Regions from separate parts of the Mus musculus genome. Here region 1 is linked to region 2. A link is a contact called in public Hi-C data. All regions are on one chromosome and are shown on one strand. The core of a region is the stretch at or near the end of the contact, and the rest is flanking DNA. Distances in the headings are between cores, read along the strand shown. Region 1 overlaps Cacna2d3 (calcium channel, voltage-dependent, alpha2/delta subunit 3). Region 2 overlaps Erc2 (ELKS/RAB6-interacting/CAST family member 2).

Region 1 (4,076 bases), core at 942-3,441, 1.3 Mb after region 2:
TTTGAATGAAACAGTACTGCAATTAAAAATACCACCCTCACCACCTCTACACAGGGGGCACTGCAGTCTTCTCCAGAGAACTTGAAAGCAATTATTTCTTTCACCTTCCGATGTTCATTACATCTCCCAATCAGGAATTCATAAAACAGGTGACCACATGTTCTGCTCTGCTCACATGACTGCCCACCCTGACCCTTGGCCCCATGCTATTCTAAATAGAAAATGTTTTGGGCTAGGAACTACCCTAAATACTGTCTGTGTCTTATCAAATTCTCCCAACTCCAGGAAGGGTGAATGATTTCAAGGATGGGAAAAATAGAGCCTGATCTCTTGGCGACATGGGTAGCGAGCAGTGGAACTGAGAAACAGATCAATTCTTCCTGGTGTCTGAGTTCCCTCCCTGGTGTGGTCCCCATCTCATTAGCTTGACCCTCAGTGCAGGTAACCATCTCTGTCAGGACAGAAAGTAAGTGCTCAGTTGTGGAGACAGAACCATCTGGAAGGCAAATCCTACTAGGCCCACATTTCTCTATGAGGAAGTGAAGGCTATGTAGGCCTCTAGCACACTGAGTGTCTTTTGCAACTGGCCCTAGTGTTCAGTGACAGTTCCAGATTAATAAGACTATACAGTGAGGGACTTCAAGGAATCAGGGTTGTACTTGGTTGGGCCCAGTTTACAGTGACTATTTAATTCACCATGATTCCTGTCAGGGCCTCAGACAAGTGTCTACAGGACTGGAAGATAGCACTTGAACTGGAATTTCCACCCAAATAATGCTGCCCCTGTGGTGTGTTACTCTACAGTAGCCTGGACTCCCCTCGCCCAACAATACACACACATGCCATGACACACGCATCATGCCCTGGCATAAATTCCCATGGCTCTGTATTGGAGATGAAATCCTCTAAGCCTTGGGAAGATGAGAAGCCCAGATCCAGGACCACAGGGGTGTGTCTCACAGCAGCAGGGAGTTGAGAGAGGGGCAGTGGGGCATGTCCAGACAGAGCCATTTCCTCTTCCTCAGAGGTGCCCTGTTCTCGTTAATTAATGTTTTTAACTGTCTCGAAGATGAAAAGTTCTACACACTTTCCAGTAGTTTGATTACAAAATTCTTTTGATGGCTATAAAACTAAAATGGCTTAGGTGTTTAAAAACAAAACAAAAATCACCCCCCCAAAAAAACCCCAACAACAATTAAAGAAACTGCTTTGAAATCCAAAATGACCTTTATCTCAATCACTGTCCTCCTAGAAGTCATGAGTCACACGCTGTGTGTGGGGAGGAGGTGGCCTGGCCCCACCGTGGTTTTGCAGGTCAAACGTGGCTTACTGTACCATGGCTGGATTAGACTTAATTCTCAAGAAGCCAGTCTGTCTGGTTATAGCAAGCTAGTCAGAGACATTAAAATGTGCTCAGTTGCTTAACAGGAAGGACATTTGGTGCCAGCCCAAAGGAAGACCAGGGATTGGGTGCTGGGAAGAGAGGGGCGGTGCCAGGCCTGGTGAAGGAGGTGAGATGTCAATGAAGACAGACAGCTGCTAGAAGAAAAGGCAGGACAGGGTGGCATTCAAGTTAAGGGGACAGCTAACTAGGGAACAATTTCTCTAAGTCAGGATATTACTTTGAGACAAATCCTGTGTAAAGTTAGATGTGAGAGGTCCTCCTAAATGAACTCAAGAATCTCTGAGAGTTGTACTGAGCTCCTGGGGGTGGGTCTGGCTTCTTCCAAATCCCAATTCATGAAGGTTTTCAGGCACCCCCCTGCCATTAGGAGGTACTGTCTAGGGTGAAGAGAACCCTTGTGATTTGGAAGCTAACCTGTGATATCTGGCTGCAGAAAAATAAAAAAAAGGAACTTTTTTTTTTTAAATTTAGCACTTACCCATGATTACTACATTAAGGGTATCAGAAGACCCTAGGGTATATTCAGCTGTCACACCATTTTAAAGAGGTCTAATTAGGCACGGCAAACTGATTCTAGAGTTGCCAGGGCAAAGAAGAAACATTTCCTTACCCACACAAATAAGATCTCAAGCTAATAGCATAGGCTCTGCAGATAACCTGGCCTTTCATAGGGGGCAGCAGCTAACCATATGATGGGGAGAGAGCTCCGGATGTGGCTACTTTCACCCAGGACTGTAAGTCAGAGCCTAGCCCCCTCTCAGTGCCCAGAGGTGTTTGATAAGTACACGAACGAGACAGATCTACAAATGAAGTATAGGTGAATGCTGTAAAGAAGGGACAAAGAGCTCCTCCCTTCCCAACCAAGCAACTAGTTGATGCTACGTAGTAGCAGTTCATGTCAATACGCCCCAGCTTCATCAAATATGCCTGTGTCTGTGCAATGTGAGATTGTTATCTAGGGAGATGTTTGGGATGACAGAATGGGAGCTTTGGTGTGGTTTTCTTTTCCTGGTAAAATTGCTAACAATATCTGTGAAGGATTCATACCTGTGACCACCTTTCCCTTCTAACTAGTCACTCTCCTTTCTTGGCACCTGGGCAGCCCTTGTTTCAAACCTTCCAGGGAGCTGAAGCCTAAATGAACATGTAGCACTTTGTCTGATGTATGCTCTCTCTGCTAGCCATGCTCTGACCTCCAACCTACGGAGGTTTCCATCCCATCCATCAGTACCCCTGCCAGTCTCACTGATGACCCAGCAAAATATTTAGCTTTTGTTTAGTGAGTTACTCTGTGTGTGTGTGTGTGTGTGTGTGTGTGTGTGTGTGTGTGTGTGTGTGTGTCAGTGCCAATTAGAGTGATGTATCTTTTAAAAAATGTTTTTGGATAGATACATGGTGGTCTGAGTAAACCCAAGAGATTTCTGATGTGATTTATGACTCATGGAAAAGCCAAGGTCCCCTGCAAGGTTGCCTGAGTTCTCATAGTCTTTCACTGCCAGTGACCATGGAAATGTGGGCAGAGCTTGGATGGGCCAGCAGGTCAGTGAAGCAAGCTACCACAGCTATGAATTCTTCTCACTTCTGAGTGCTTTGAAGTTGAGTCACATTAGGCAAGTCATCGGCTTATTGTCAACCACCAAGGAAGTGCTCCCCTGGAAGAGGATAGATAACTGCACCAAACCAGTCTCTGCCTGAATTCTTCATCTCTAACCCACTCCCTAGGTTCAGACTGAGGGATTCTACAACCAAAATCAGAGCTTATCAGTGCTTTGGCACAGAGTCATCATGCCCTATAGGATGACGACTAATACTCAGGCATATCTCAAAACTCCTGTCACTTGGCTTCTGCTAGTATTGCCATCTTTACCACTTCCTTCCTCTCTTTGTAGTCCCCCAGCTAGACAGAACTGGCTGCTTAAAAGGTCATCATACTTTTACCTTCTGGTCTGGCACCTCATTCCATCTGCTCCTCAAACCCTTGACTCTAACTCAGAGTCAAGTGGTAGACCACTGACCCCATGGACTCCACTGAGATGTACTCCTGTCTGAACTGTGTCTATTTGGGGTCCATTTAAAGTCTCCCCTCATCTGCAACCCTATAGGTAGAACAACATTATGAACTAACCAGTACCCCGGAGCTCTTGACTCTAGCTGCATATGTATCAAAAGATGGCCTAGTCGGCCATCACTGGAAAGAGAGGCCCATTGGACACGCAAAGTTTATATGCCCCAGAACAGGGGAACGCCAGGGCCAAAAAGGGGGAGTGGGCGGGTAGGGGAGTGGGGGTGGGTGGGTATGGGGGACTTTTGGTATAGCATTGGAAATGTAAATGAGCTAAATACCTAATAAAAAATGGGAAAAAAATAAAGTCTCCCCTCATTATCTCAGCCTTGCTTGGTGGCCCCATGGTATGATACAGGACTCTAGCTTACTTGTTTCCTACATTGGCTCTGAAGCATCTTGGAGAAGGGAGCCTTTTCTTATGTGTGGTGCTAAGAGTTGCCTGGCCAGGAGTAGGCTCTCCAGGAAACACAGGAGTGAACATGTCAAGGATGTATGCCCCATGCACCTGCATCACAGTGACTCCATGGCTGCCTTGCTATGGGGCCTCCAGAGAGTTTACTCCTCTATCCTTATAAGCCTTGTAGGAAGCTTCGTTTCTGTTCTCAT
Region 2 (3,984 bases), core at 1,159-3,658:
GTAAATTTTCAGTGATCTGTGCTAATGGTTAATATACCCATGAATAAAATGAATCTTGGTTATTTCCACATCAGAAATTGTAATATGTGGCCTCACGGGACAGTTTGCTAACCCAGTGGTGGTGTTGAGCATTTCCATCACAGGATAATGCTGCAGGCACCGTGGGTTCACTGGTGAGCAGTGCAGATCCTTAAAGACTGCTCCATGGAGGCAAACATCAAATATCTAGAGGCAGACACAAGTATTTACCCAACGTGGGGTAAACAGACGTGCTAATGCATGTTCTTGAGGGTGGGTCAGAGGATTCCTGGAGGAGGGGCTTTTCTGGATGAGCTGATGCTTAGTGGACATTAGCAGGTGAGGGGGAACAAAGCAGGAGAGCGTGCCTGGCAGGAAGACCAGCATATGTGAAAGACCGAGGCAGGAGGCCCCAGAGCTCCCAAGAAGCTCAAGATGGTGGTTAGAAGGAAGGATGAAGAAGAGGTCTGGCAGAATAGGCTTTGCAAGTCAACATTGAGAAACCATGGTAATTTTTAACCTGGAAGGAGTCAGGCATCGTAGACTAAGTAATCTTTTAGCTGTGGTGTGGAGGAAGCATTGAAGAAGAGAGGGGATAAATAGGATGAAGGATGCTAAATGTCTTCTAAACAGAGGCGTTTCTAAGAGCAAGGGGAGGTACTGTTAATAGTTGACCATTAAATAAGACTGTCTCAAACAAGGTAAACATTAGGCTAAGACTGGCTAGTTGTAATATTCTGGACCATATGGAGGCCATGAGGATGCCTCTGAGAACATCATTAGAACATGCTTTCTTCTTCTTTGGCCCTCCATAGTTTAACACAAAAATATGATTTCTAGACCATTTTAAGTAAGCCTACTATGTCTGACTCCTTTCTCTTGCTGCCACAGATTCTGCAGCTCCCACATCTGGAGAGGTACGAAGCATCAGCCAGCTGCCCCATGGCTGCAGAGGCACTGTCCTAGAACTCAACACTTTAGGTTTGCTTTGCTTGGGTTTCAGCTGGACTTTCTTCATCCTCTCCTAAGGTGTTCATGGCCATTCCTACTGATAGGAAGCACAAGGCCTTCTATTAAACATGCATAGTTCAGCTTCCTGGTTTCTGGCAGTCATTCCCAGCAGAGGGCATTGTATCAGCATTACCTGGAAGGCAGCCCAGAAAATCCCTCCCCTGGAGGTCCTCCCACTCTGTCATAGTGCCTGCTTTGGGGAAAATTATAAGAGGAATCTCATTCAAATATGTGATTACCACCTCTTCTTTTTGTGCAAGTTTGTGTGAGGCCTCTGGCAGCACCATGTGGCCTCATGGGACAGTTTGCTAACCCAGTGGTGGTGTTGAGCATTTCCATCACAGGATAATGCTGCAGGCACCGTGGGTTCACTGGTGAACAGTGCAGACCCTTAAAGACTGCTCCATGGAGGCAAACATCAAATATCTAGAGGCAGACACAAGTATTTACCCAACGTGGGGTAAACAGACATGCAAAGGCATGTGCTTTTTGTATATGGTAAAACTTTTAAGCAGTTTATGCATTTACTTTTAATTGTTAAAATATATCTTGTTTTGTATATTTGGAGTTTGCAATAGGATGTTATAGGCCACACATAGGCAGTCATGTGGCAATTACAGTGGGAAAAGTTGACATGCCTGTTGTGATGGGTAATTTTCATTGCCAATTTGACTGATTTTGGATTACCTAGGAGACAGGAGAGGCGCACTTGTGCCTGTGTGTCCAGAGAGGACTGCTGAGGGATCATCGTTCTCCTTGAGTGTGGGCAGCACTATGCAAGTACTGCGGACAGGGAGCTGCACTTCACTGCTGCCATGGCGCTTCCTGGTCTGCTATGATTTAAACCATTTTTCTTTACCACACTGACCACAATGGACAGCACACTCTGAAACCATGAGACAAAATAAGTCCCTCCTGCTTCTAGTCGCTTCTGTCCGGTATTTGGTCATTGTGTGCAAAAGTAATTAACAGAGCTATCATCTCATGTAGGTTGTGTGTGTATGTGAATGTGTATGTATGTATGTGTGTGTGTGCATGTGCATGTGTATGTGCATGCATGTGTGTGTGTGTGTGTGAGAGAGAGAGAGAGAGAGAGAGAGAGAGAGACAGAGAGAGACAGAGAGAGACAGAGAGAGAGAGAACAGAAAATAACTTATCATAAGTCCCAAATACCCTCTAATTTTATTAATGTCAGCTTTCTGGCCATAAACCTGTCCATCCTGCATCCTTGTTCTGTGTCCTTTGTCAGCCACCTCTTCTCTCCACTGTTCTATTTTCCGCTTGTGTGTTTGAAGGTTTATTTATTTAGTGTCTGTTGAATGTGAGGCATAAGGCCAAGGTCTGCAGTGAGTCAGAGGGTGTGTCTCCCACGACCGTGCTTCCTCCCACTTTACAGCATCAGCCTTGTTTTGCCTTCCCAGTGCAGCATGCTTTTTGGCATAGCTACAGTCTTCCATGAGATATTACCTTCTCTAGAATCTCCTGGTATGTTTGCATTGGGGAAGCCTTTGCATTATTACAGTGCACCTCAGGGCTGCTCCTCCAGGGCAATGGCCTGCTTTTACTTCTTTGTCCAGTACTGTTTATCTGTTATGACACTCGTCAACGTGTACTTACAAGGAGTTATTGGCCCCATAGCTGTGCACTTATGGGCATCCTTGAAGGTATATTTTATCTAAACATGCTCAGGATATGTTGCCAATCAGTGTTGAATCATGAATGCAAACTTTTCTGTATAATTGATTTTCTGTATGATTGATTTCTTAATTTGTACTTTACAGCAGACCAATCTTAGCAGAAAATTTTTTGCCCCCCGCCCCCCCCCGTCCATCTTCAATTGTAACATAACATATAAGGAAGTACAAGCATGTATGCCTTATGAAGAGGTATAAATCTTTTTGTTCCAAAAACAAAACAAACAAAACCAGCCCTATGCTTTCTTCTGTTTGCCTGGGCTGTCTGTCCTTTTCATGAGTTTTCAGGCCTCTTTCTAGTCAGTTTCTGGTATATCACACACAGTCTTTGGAGATTGTCACTATGAGGTAATTGTTGAATTGATCTTCAAATCCTTCACTTCATACCCCTTGGGTATCCTTTAAGCTTTCCTTTTAGGGGAGGCTTTCCGAAGAGTGTGGTTTCGTGTCCACGAATTCCTGGAAGTTATGGCTGGTTGCAGGATGATTCACACAGTAAATATCTAGGGCCGGATTTGCAAATCATGTGGTTACAATCTAGCAGGCATCATTGGCCATCAATCACTTCCCTGCTGGAAGTAAATAAAAGAGATCAGTGCCCGCACAAACCTTCTCCTTGTGGGTTTGACAGAAGGCACTCTACGCAGGGCCATGCTGGGCTTTGGATAGCAGTATCAGCATCATTTTGGAGTTAGTTTCCAACCTAACATCTCAGACCCAGCAATGTCTACTTTAACAAATTCTAGATGACTTCCTTACACATGGATGATTGAGAACCTCGGCCTAGGAATTGGGGCGGCATCGCATGTGTGGATGAGTAAGGTCCGCGATGAGTCTGCTTCCGGTCCTTTTCTAAACTTTCTCTCTTGGAATCTTTACCTACTCATTTATTTTGAATATAAGGATTGTGAGCCTCAATTCAGTATCTGGAGGAAAGATCTGTTGTTGTTGTTGTTATTATTGAAGAGCTAGCTGGTAGAGCTACAGGTATTAAATAAATTACTATAAATGATTACTTGTGACACTAATTACTCCTGTCACATCTCATTCTAAGCAAAAATTGCTTGTCAAAAGCTTTATTTTGGGCAAAGGAACAGAGAGATGGATGACTTAGTCAGTAAAATGCATGCCTTACAAATGTGAGAACCTGAGTTCTGTCTCCCAGATCATGTAAAAAGCTGGCATGGTGGTGTGCCCTCTTAATCCCAGGGCAGGGAAGGAAGGCACAGTGGGATCTCAGGGGGCTGCTGGTCAGCTGATA

The links. A called contact is a pair of places that touch in the nucleus more often than the background predicts.
Region 1: a Hi-C map of the STO cell line shows a contact between it and region 2, with 2.9 times the contacts expected there. The contact joins two enhancer-like sites. A contact is called at or near these places in 1 of 39 promoter capture datasets (the 3T3-L1 cell line), 4 of 15 datasets of contacts at CTCF or cohesin (the NIH/3T3 cell line, embryonic stem cells, pro-B cells and 1 more), 97 of 484 Hi-C or Micro-C datasets (the 63-12 cell line, the AML12 cell line, the AtT-20 cell line and 59 more) and 8 of 115 datasets of contacts at active chromatin or transcription factors (the NIH/3T3 cell line, acute myeloid leukemia, astrocytes and 5 more).

The regions. Positions count from the first base shown.
Region 1 is chr14:29,079,445-29,083,520 of GRCm38.p6, forward strand. All of the region lies in intron 17 of Cacna2d3 (calcium channel, voltage-dependent, alpha2/delta subunit 3), which reads right to left. Among named protein-coding and RNA genes, the nearest start is that of Lrtm1, 63 kb to the left of the region's middle. Within about 2 kb of position 2,192, at least 29 of the 459 cell types and tissues checked have an H3K27ac peak or open chromatin away from gene starts, as enhancers often do. A contact at or near this core is called in the STO cell line, granulosa cells and tail fibroblasts, where this site is marked.
Region 2 is chr14:27,820,848-27,824,831 of GRCm38.p6, forward strand. The region is part of intron 4 of Erc2 (ELKS/RAB6-interacting/CAST family member 2); the gene reads left to right. Among named protein-coding and RNA genes, the nearest start is that of Gm45645, 18 kb to the right of the region's middle. Within about 2 kb of position 2,409, at least 55 of the 459 cell types and tissues checked have an H3K27ac peak or open chromatin away from gene starts, as enhancers often do. A contact at or near this core is called in the STO cell line, granulosa cells and tail fibroblasts, where this site is marked.